3 separate regions of the Sus scrofa genome follow, and all the other regions are linked to region 1. The links are chromatin contacts, called in public HiChIP or PLAC-seq and promoter capture Hi-C maps. All regions are on one chromosome and are shown on one strand. The core of a region is the stretch at or near the end of the contact, and the rest is flanking DNA. Distances in the headings are between cores, read along the strand shown.

What was found. Promoter capture Hi-C pulls out the DNA fragments that hold promoters and counts their contacts. HiChIP or PLAC-seq counts read pairs in DNA pulled down with a chosen protein or histone mark.
Region 2: an H3K27ac HiChIP or PLAC-seq map of alveolar macrophages shows a contact between it and region 1. The contact joins the enhancer-like site here to the promoter of PUM1 in region 1. A contact is called at or near these places in 1 of 5 promoter capture datasets (fetal liver), 7 of 47 Hi-C or Micro-C datasets (blood, liver and skeletal muscle) and 2 of 2 datasets of contacts at active chromatin or transcription factors (alveolar macrophages and skeletal muscle).
Region 3: a contact with region 1 is called in a promoter capture Hi-C map of liver, with 5 times the contacts expected there. The contact joins the enhancer-like site here to the promoter of PUM1 in region 1. A contact is called at or near these places in 1 of 5 promoter capture datasets (liver), 9 of 47 Hi-C or Micro-C datasets (alveolar macrophages, embryonic fibroblasts, epiblast stem cells and 3 more) and 1 of 2 datasets of contacts at active chromatin or transcription factors (alveolar macrophages).

What each region holds. Positions count from the first base shown.
Region 1 is chr6:87,685,640-87,689,070 of Sscrofa11.1, forward strand. PUM1 (pumilio homolog 1) reads right to left here and starts at 1,844. Exons shown (of 22, transcript XM_021095736.1): 1 at 1,713-1,844.
Region 2 is chr6:87,618,062-87,621,492 of Sscrofa11.1, forward strand. All of the region lies in intron 5 of PUM1 (pumilio homolog 1), which reads right to left. Among named protein-coding and RNA genes, the nearest start is that of PUM1, 68 kb to the right of the region's middle. Within about 2 kb of position 1,845, at least 2 of the 83 cell types and tissues checked have an H3K27ac peak or open chromatin away from gene starts, as enhancers often do. A contact at or near this core is called in alveolar macrophages, where this site is marked.
Region 3 is chr6:87,754,856-87,758,286 of Sscrofa11.1, forward strand. No RefSeq gene overlaps it. Among named protein-coding and RNA genes, the nearest start is that of PUM1, 69 kb to the left of the region's middle. Within about 2 kb of position 1,841, at least 68 of the 83 cell types and tissues checked have an H3K27ac peak or open chromatin away from gene starts, as enhancers often do. A contact at or near this core is called in alveolar macrophages, embryonic fibroblasts, epiblast stem cells and 2 more, where this site is marked.

The DNA of each region.
Region 1 (3,431 bases), core at 594-3,093:
AAAATTAAGAAATTAATCACTTAAATATTAGAAAACATTTAAATTGCGGATGCCTTTTAAAGAACTCACAAACCCACGAAAAAGTTACGTGGAGCATTTGATTTAAAAAAAAATTTTTCCATTATAAATATTTTAAGTAACTAAAAATAAATGTGGATTCTAGTTATTCTCCACCATTTTCAAACTGTTTACATCAAAGGCTTTTTTTTTTAAATATCACTAATAGGTTTTATTTCAAACAAAGGAAAATGATTTAATCTATCTCCACAGCTCACCTTTTATTTACTGAAATGCTTTGCGGTTCAAAAGGTGTATATTTTTACCGCACTGAAAAAAATATCCTGTGGTCATGAATTTATTTTAAAGCAGTTCATCTCAAACCCAAACGAAACTTCAAACACAACTTCAAAAAAAACTGTGGCCTTGAACAAAATGAATCCAGTTGTGGCCAAGGCACAACGCTAACTCATAAAGTTCAAAATCCAGTGAGTATTTCTCAAAAATCTAGATAAAGAATCAACAGCCCCCAAGAGTGTTTTATAAAGTTAAAATCAGCAATGAGTCAAAATGTTTATTTTGCTTACTAAAACTGCACTGGGAGCCACCTCTGTCCTGGCGAGTTTAAATGTGTTTTACTTAAAACAAACAAAAGCTACAACTACAAACCTACGGTTTCAAAAAGACCTGATTTTAAAACAGAACCCCCAAAATAGCCTTATAAACTCCCAGTCTCGATCTCAGGCAGAGCAGGAAGGGAACGAAGTGATATCGACAACTAAGAACCGTGTTTTCTTAATCGGACAACGAAGAGTATCCTTCCAGTTATAGAGGATAAAACCTACCCCGATAATGTTGTGGGGGAGGGGGAATGTGGGGGGGGGAGCAAAGTTACAGCAGAGTAGTCCTCACTTGACGTGGGAGTGGTACTGACAAGTATAACAAATTATCTATGTTTACCAAGAACGTCGGTGAGGACTAAAACTATCTAGCACTCTGTATCTGTTTACTTACTAGCGAGGCGTGAACCCCTCTCCGAGTTGAGACAGACACGCACCAACACCGGGAAGCTCCAAGAGCGAGAACCCACCAAAAACAAGCTCTCACGGAAACAAAAGGCCACAAGTACCCAGGAGCCTAAAAAGCGATCTGAAACTTCCTGATCGCCTACTTCTCCACATTTAAGGCTCGCAAAGTTCCCCCACGGTGGGTTCTCGCCTGCAGAAAAGGGCCACGGCTGCTTCTAAAGCGATTTATTGTTCCTCCTGCTCCGGCGCTGCCTCGGAAGCTCAAGAAGTCGAAGAAATCCAGGGTGGCACAGAATTACACTCCACGGCCACACAGAAGACTCGGGGCTTCGCAAACCCATCAAAAAAGCAACGCGAACGGCAACATCAATCTTCGGGGGCTCCAACAAGGCCGAGCAGTAACGTAAAGGCACGTCTATGCCCTGGGCCCGGGCCTAAACCCCCTGCATTTTCCTCGCTCGAACCCCGCTCCCCACCCCCTCCCTCCTTTGATAACAATAGGGGCCTTGCTGCTGACTCCAAAACATGTACGAGGAACAGCGAGTGAGAAGCCTCAGCCAGGGCCCCGGCGGCTTTTCCAAAGCCCTTCTCAACCCCCCAACCGATCTCAAACACCAATACAAAGGGACAATCTGCTCGCTGGGGGTCCGGAGCAGCGTTTGGGGCTGGCGGGGTGCGGATACTCACAGGCGGAGCGGTAGGATGAAGATGGATTTCAGCCCCCCGATCTTCTCTCTCCAGCGCTCTCGCTCCCCCTTACCTTTCACTCCGACAACATGGCGGCCCACTGGGGACTGGGCTGGCGCGGTGCATCATGGGATAGGCTCGGGCCCGGACTCCGGCTGTGGCAGCGGCATGTGCGGAGAAGGCAGGCAGCTCTGGAACAGGTTGCCTGGTTGCCATGCCAACCTGGGGCCTGTGTGAACTTGGGAAACTCGCAGGCAACACAACTGCTGCGCGCGCGAGTGCCCGCCCGCTAGGCGAGCGCGCGCCGCCGCGGACAGAAGGCGGCGTCCCGCGGGCCCGCACTGGAGCGCCGGCGGTGCGCATCTCCCAACCCGGCACCACCGCACGGAGCTGGGCACGCGGCGGGGTCCGGGCAGTGACCTTAGCCGCGACACCTCCCGCCCCCGCGCTCTCCCAGTTTCACCGGCAGATTGTACCTGCCTACAGGTTAATGGTCTCTTATTCCAAGGCTCTGGCGTGACAGGTGCTGGGTTCCGACCCCTTTGCTTGCAGCTTTTTACCTCTGTAGCTTTGTTTATAATCTTCCTGCCGCTTTGCCCCATTTGTAAAATGGGAAAATGAGAATTGCTACCTAACACCCTTGTACTGAGGATTAAATGCATTATTATTGTATTTAATAATGTGAAATGCTTAGTGCAGTGCCTGGGACTTGTAAACAGGCCACTACAGAATTTGCACAAAATGAAAGTGCGGGGGGTGGGGGACTGGGGGGTCTTGTTCAAAACTGTTAACGAATTTCAAGACTGCGATAGAACATTAAACCAAAACCAAGACCCAAAGCCAACCTTGTTTGTAGGCACTCATTCAGTGTTAGCTGTTGTTACTCGTTACAGTATCGAAAAAGAATAAATATTTGGCCATTTGATGAACGTGACTTTTCAAATCAGTAGTATTTCATAAGATACAGTTACTATATCTCAAACTAAACCCAGGATGGATTGAAAAAGTATGCAAACCACAACACTATAAAAGACCAGAAGAGGACATAGGGGGGAAAGCTTTATAATTAGAGAAGGGAAATGTTTATACGAAATGTTTATAATGAAACAAAATCAATAAATTATTTTAAAAATTGAAGTGTTCCTGCTGTGGCACAGCAGGTTAAGTATCGGCATTGCCACAGCTGTGGTGTGGGTCACAGCTGTGGCTTGGATTGGATCCCTGGCCCAAGAATTCCATATATCACTGGTGCAGCCAAAAAAAAAAAGATCGAAAGAAATGTAAACATCTATACAGTAAGAGATGCCACCATCAATGAATAAATGAGAAGATGGCTTTAAAATATTGTAATGCTCATAGTAGACAAATGGCTAATCTTCATATAAATACAGAAATTCTCTAATCAATTAAAAAAGAGCAATCCAAAATAGATTTAAAATCATTAATGGCCAATAAACACATAAAAGATAACTAATGTGGGACTGAGGGATGAAGGGGGGGGCAGAGAGAGGGGACTGCTAGTAGGTATGTATTTCTTTTGGGGGTGTCTAAAAAGTTTTAGAATTAGATTGCAGTGATGGTTGCACAACTCAGAATATGCTAAAACCACTGAACTATGTGAGCTTTAAATGGGTGTAGTTTATGGTATGTGAAATATCTCTCAATGAGGCTGTAAAAATGAAAAAAATAATAAAAAGGAATGCAAATTCAAAATACATT
Region 2 (3,431 bases), core at 595-3,094, 68 kb before region 1:
GCACGACTCCTAGTAAGCCCAGGAGTGACAGTTAAGAGCATAGTTAAAAAGTGGTAAGCCTATAAAATGAATTTCCTACTTCGCCACTGCCTATGTAAATTCAGCCCTTACTTCTGAATATTGGGCTAAGTGTGGTCTAACATTATTCCAATTCAATTACTCTGTACATTTCATCTTGGGATATATGACCTGCCAATCTGTACCACCACCACCCCAGTTCCACAATGTCTCACACTTTATTGCATCAATAATTCACCGATCATCCTTAACTTGAATTTTTTAATCCTTCAAAACATGTTACATGTAACCGTGAAATTCTCTCACAAAGAGTACTCTAAAAAGTGTTTATTGGTTGTCTTCCAGTGCCTGTCTCTTAGTAGGGAGACTTCAAGCGAGCATGTTAAGCTGAAGCATTGACACAATAGAATCTACCTCTCAACTGCTTCAAACTACAAAGATTGAAAGACTGGACCTAAAAGAACTGACATGGTGCCAAGCACACTGATGTCCTGTTTTCTAAGGAAATTCAGCCTACCTCCTCTTACCAACATCCTAAGACAAGGCCTGGACATTTAAAGCAAATGTGTCTTGGTTTCCAAAAGGAAAAGGTTTGGTATAGTGACCTGACATGGTACAGAGAGCTTTGCAAAACTAAACTGAAGGGTTAGGTAATTGTGGCTTTTGTAAAACTAAAGAGAGGTGACCTCGCTTGTCCCCAGCACAGACTTCTGCTTTAAGAAACAAACAAATACACCTGCACCAAAAGAAAGCTCCAGGTAAGAAGTAAGATCCAATCAGAACATGATGAGAGCTACTGTACAGCATTTGAGTCACCATAACCAAAATTTCACTGAGCAGGGGGGGAAATCACAAATGGAAGCTCAAGTAGCAGACACTCTGTTGTGAAGAGGTAGGCCTGTAAATGCAAAATAGATATTCTCAAAGTAGTTCTTCACCACCTCTGGCCCAGAAAGACCAGACTCAGGAATCTTCACAATCTTGGACCTTATAAATACCAGTTCAAAGCCCATTTTACTTTCAAATCATTCTTTGCTCAAAAAAGACAGAAAAAGAAAGATCTCATGGCTAATATGAATAGAGGAACATACAAGAAGGAACTGAAAAGGAATACACAATTTAAGGTTCATGTGGCAATAAGATGTAAACTATAGTTCTGGTTCTGGCAGCAAATGAGATATGACTTTCACATCTTCTAAGTGTAAGACCGTTATTGATTCAAAAGGAGTAAGTAACAGCCAATTAAGCACGGAGATCCCAAACCAGATGTGGGAATATGACAGGATTCTAAAAACAAGAAGAGCTTTCAAAATGTCCAGAGGTACAGCTCCCCCTCCCACAGAGGTAAAACTGACAGAAGCTATGTACTCATTTTCATATCCCCAGCACTGATTATAGAGTGCCAAGCAGAAGCTCAAAAACTACGACAAGGAAAACCGAAATGATCCAAAAAACCCTGCAAAACTAACTGCTAAAATAAGAAGGATCCTCCCATCATTTTTATCACCAGGCGTCCAGGAGGTGGTGATAACTCTACCTGAATTAAACACCACTAATGTTAACAATAAAAAAGTATCAGAAGATCATCCTACCAACAACACACTTAAGTGATCATCCACAACTCTATAAATCAAGTCACAGACTCAGGAAGAGCAAGTTCCACTCCAATTTTTCACAAGGAGTTCAAAAGGGCTATAGTCAAAAATGGGAAGGAAATGCAATAAAGCAACAGTAGGAAGTTTCACCGACAAGAAAGAAATCTGGGTACAGAACAGACTCACTCACCAAATGAACATTCTTCATGATCTCTCCTCAGTGACCCTTCACGAGGGCTTGCCAAAAAGCTATTCCCCTTCTGTATGCCAAATGTTCTGGCCTGAACACTCATCACTAAGCTTACATTCTCAATTATACTGCCAAGGGCTAGATTTTCAAAGATATCCCTGGAATGAGCTGGTTTTTGCCAATAGTGTATAGTCTATTATGTAAAATACAGCTACCTGGTTCTCCACTCTGAACAGTCTATTAATGCTACAGCAGAACAACAGGTTCCTTCTATTTGTTGGTGAGGGACTTCCACACTTAATCTGGATGGAATACATGGGGTATTTTCAATGTGCAGAAATTAATGAAGATGAATATTTATGACCTGTATCCTTTCATATACATGGGTCATATTTCAATAGAACGTTTTAACAATTCAGTAAATCAATAAAAGCCCTAAATTAAAATAATTGACATGAAGCCTAATTTCTGAATGACACCAAAAGCACAAAGAAAGCTATTCTGTCCAAGGTCTATTATTAAGAGAATAACAGGAGTTCCTGTTGTGGCTCAGGGGATTAAGAATCTGACATAGTGTCCGTGAGGATTCAGGTTTGATCCCTGGCCTCGCTCAGTGGGTTAAGGATCTAGCATTGCCACAAAGCTCGCAGATGCAGCTCGGATCTTGAGTTGCTGTGGCTGTGGCTGTGGCTGACAGCTATGGTTAAAATTTGACCCTAGCCCAGGAACTCCCATATGCCTTGGGGGTGACCATAAAAGGGAAAAAAAGAGATAGAGAAATACAGAACACAGGGTTTAAAATCATAAAAATTATCTCTTAGAAATCTAAAGACCCTACAGAGAGAATAAAGGTAAAAATGGGCTGATATGTTTTATGGTATTCTCAAGTTGTTTTTAGGTTTTTTTTGTTGTTTTCAAAGGCCACACTCAAGGCATATGGAAGTTCCCAGGCCAGGGACTGAACCTGAGCAGCAGCTGTGACACTGGCTCCTTTAAACCACTCCGCTGAGCCAGGGATCAAACCCACGCCTCTGCAGCAACCCAAGGCACTGCAGTCATATTCTTAACCCATTGCATCACAGCAGAAACGCCTCAAAAGTTTTTAATGTTTAAGAGAAGGTATTCATAGCCATAGGATCTTTAGGAAAATACTAACACAGACAATACAGAAACTACAGTCTATCTCAACTGCTAACACTTACTGGTATTAGTATTTACTGGACTTTGAACAGGTCATTAAACCTGAGTCTTTAGTTTTCTTGTCTATAAAACAGGGATCATTTTGTTTAAAACAGAGCAGTTATAAACATCAATAAAATGATACATATGGAAAAGTTTTATAAAGTACAAACCATTTTATACAAATGTAATATACTAGTAAAAACTATACACTGGGGCAGTATTTCCTATGTAACATTATCTATGATATTAAGATTAAAAATCTTCACTGATCCCATTTAGGGATAAATGTACAGAGCCAATCTGGCACCGCCAGAGAGACAGTCGTTTTCACAATGCAGTGTGGCTCTATGGTTGGTATTGAACATCACAATCTTTTTAAATTTTACAAATGTCTGGGCTTTCTCCCAGAGATTCTTGATTTAACTGGTCTGTAGAGGCTCCCACAA
Region 3 (3,431 bases), core at 591-3,090, 69 kb after region 1:
GGTTCCCAGGCTAGGAGTCTAATCGGAGCTGTAGCCACCAGCCTACGCCAGAGCCACAGCAACTCGGGATCCGAGCCGCGTCTGCAACCTACAGCACAGTTCACGGCAACGCCGGATTGTTAACCCACTGAGCAAGGACAGGGACCGAACCCGCAACCTCATGGTTCCTAGTCGGATTCGTTAACCACTGCGCCACGACGGGAACTCCTCAACTTTTTTTAAAAAAGCAGGAGTTCCCGAAGCTCCTTTCATGGCTAGCACTTACCAACCCGACAAGGATGCATGAGGATGTGGGTTCAATCCCCGACCTCAGTCAGTGGGTTAAGGATCTGACGTTGCCTTGAACTGTGGTGTAGGTCACAGACACTGTTTGGATCCTCCATTGCTGTGGCTGTGGTGTAGGCTGGCAGCTGCAGCTCCAATTTGACCCCTAGCCCAGGAACTTCCATATGCCTCAGATGCGTCCATAAAAAAAAAAAGTATTTGAATGCAGAAAGTTATTGCCTACTACTATCCTGTGTGACAGGATAACTCCAGGAGTGTGTAGGTGTGTGGGAGCAAGCAGGGAAGACCTTTATTTAAGTGAGACTTTAAAGATCTGAAGAAGGCAGGCGTTCCCGTCGTGGCGCAGTGGTCAACGAATCCCACTAGGAACCATGAGGTTGTGGGTTCAATCCCTGGCCTTGCTCAGTGGGTTAAGGATCCGGCGTTGCTGTGAGCTGTGGCGTAGGTTGCAGACACAGCTCGGATCCCTTGTTGCTGTGGCTCTGGTGTAGGCCTGTGGCTACAGCTCCAATTCGACCCCTAGCTTCGGAATCTCTATGTGCTGTGGGAGCAGCCTTAGAAAAGGCAAAAAGACAAAAAACAAACAAACAAAACAAAAATCTGAAGAAGGCAAAGAATCGTCCTGCAAAGTGGGATGAAAGGAAAGAGGTGAACTTTAGCTAGCTTTTTATCAGTGGAGACTTTCCAAAGCCAACCACCTAGCATTCACTTTGTGCCTGCAGCTTTCATAGCTGTGTTTTCACAGTTAATCTCCCAGCAGAGTTCCTTTCTGCAGCGGAAAGGAATCCCACTAGGAGCCATGAGGTTGTGGGTTCTATCCCTGGCCTCACTCAGTGGGTCAAGGATCCGGCGTTGCCATGAGCTGTGGTGTAGGTCGCAGACACAGCTCGGATCCTGAGTCGCTGTGGCTCTGGCGTAGGTCGGCAGCTACAGCTCCTATTGGACCCCCTAGCCTGGAAATCTCCATGTGCCTCGCGTGTGGCCATATTGAGAAGAAAAAAAAAATTAATCTCCCAGCAACAGTGATCAGCATTTTGGCTCCCATTTTACAAGTGAGCAAACTAAGGTACAGGGAAGACAAAAGAATTGCTCAACGCCAACGAGGACGTGGCAGGAGCCAGGTTTCAGGGCTGCAGATTTGGTGTCATGGTCCCAAACCGTAACCTGAAACATTAACCACAGACTCTCCAGGTTGGGAGGGCTAGAGCAAAGGAATGTTCTATGGAACAAAAGAAGGGCTGGGCCGGCGCGATCGCACCTCCCACCTCCCCAGGCGCCAACCGCCAGTCCTACAGGGAGGATAGGGTGCGGGTGGAGGCGCCAAGGTCCGGTTCCACTTTGCTGAGTCAGCGACTCCCAAAACCGGCGGGTTGGCTGTGGAACAAAGGGAGTCCGCGGGGCGAAGGGGTGGGGCTCGAGCCGGGAAAGCTGGAGTTGGAGAGCGGCGGCCAGGCTCGACCCGGGAGACCGGGCGGGAGCGGCCGGGTTCAGAGAGGGGTGGGCGGGGCCCTCTCTGAAGGAACTAGGCGGGGCTGGGAAGAGCCGGAAGCGGGGGCGAGGCGCTCCTTGAGGGGTGGGGCTGGAGGCGGGGCCCAAGCTCCGGGAGCGGCGGGCGGGAGGGACCCTATGGGGCGGAAGGCGGGAGGTCGGAAGGGGCACGATGGGCGGGGCCGAGGGCCAGTCGCCGAGGCCCTGGACTTTTCCAGGACGCTGCTAGCTCCACAGCCTCCCCTGCTGGTCCCCGCCGGAATGGCCGCCCTGCGGACCCGGAGGTCCGAGACTCTGCTGAGCCTTGCGGCAAGTCCTTCCCCCTGCGTGGATGCTGCTTCCTCTCCTATGAAATGATGACCACCCGCCAACCCTTAACAAACATGTATTTTGTATTTGCTCAAAAGAACTGTACTAATCACAGTGTGTAATTATCTTGTTTTTACTTTTTGGTTGTTTTCGTCTTCCCTGAGACTGTAGGTAGGCCCTGATCTTGCTCACCACTGTGTTTGCAGTGCACAGCACTGGTGGGTGGTAGGTGGACAACTGTTGGATGAATGGATGTGAATATTAGACATCTGTCTGAAAAGTGCCTCTTCTACCAGGAGATTTTCTTTTGGGTTTTTTTTTGATTTGTTTGTTTGTTTTGTCTTTCTCTCTTTTTAGGGCCGCACCCGAGGCATATGGAAGTTTCCAGGCTAGGGGTCGAATCGGAGCTTCAGCTGCTGGCCTACGCCACAGCCACAGATGCCATCGGCCAGATCCGAGCCGCATCTACGACCTACACCACAGCTCATGGCGACGCCAGATCCTTAACCCACTGAGCGAGGCCAGGGATCGAACCCAAAACCTCATGGTTCATAGTCGGATTTGTTTCTGCTGCACCACAATAGGAACTCCTACCAGGAGATTTTCATCCAGCTCACCCCCTCCAGGTTTTCCAGGTGTTTTCCCTGCCCCCTTACTCATCTTTTTCCAGTTTGTCCCACAGATCCTCCAAAATTCTTCTCACCCTGTATGTAGAGCCTGTTCCATTTTCTCCAGCCCCTATTCCCAAATGCATCTACAAATCCAGCTCCCCCAGAAATTTAGAAGAAACAAGAGAGCTACTCTATTAAGCATAGGGTTTTTGTTTCCTTTTTTTTTTTTTTTTTTATGGCCTAACCCATAGCATATGGAAGTTCCTGGGCAAGGGATGGAATCCCAGCCACAGCTGCAACCTACACCACAGCTCTAGCAAAGGCAGACCCTTAACCCACTGCTCCACAGGAGGAACTCCACACAGTGGTGGTTTTCAATGTCCCCAGAAGCTCCCATTGTGGCTCAGTGGATTAAAAACACATCATAGTGTCCATAAGGATGCGGGTTTGATCCCTGGCCTTGCTCAGTGGGTTAAGGATGAGGCGTTGCCTCGAGCTGCAGCAAAGGTCACAGATGCAGCTCGGATTTGGTGATGCTGTGGCTGTGGCATAGACCAGCAGCTGCAGCTCCAGTTCAACCCTTAGCCTGGGAACTTCCATATGCCTAATAAATAAATAAACAAACATCCATTATCATTTCACCCCTAGTACACTGTACAAGTCTTGGCACAGTAGGAGTTGAGGCTACACATGTATTAAATGCAGCGGAATGGAGAGACTTTAGATGATGTGACAGAT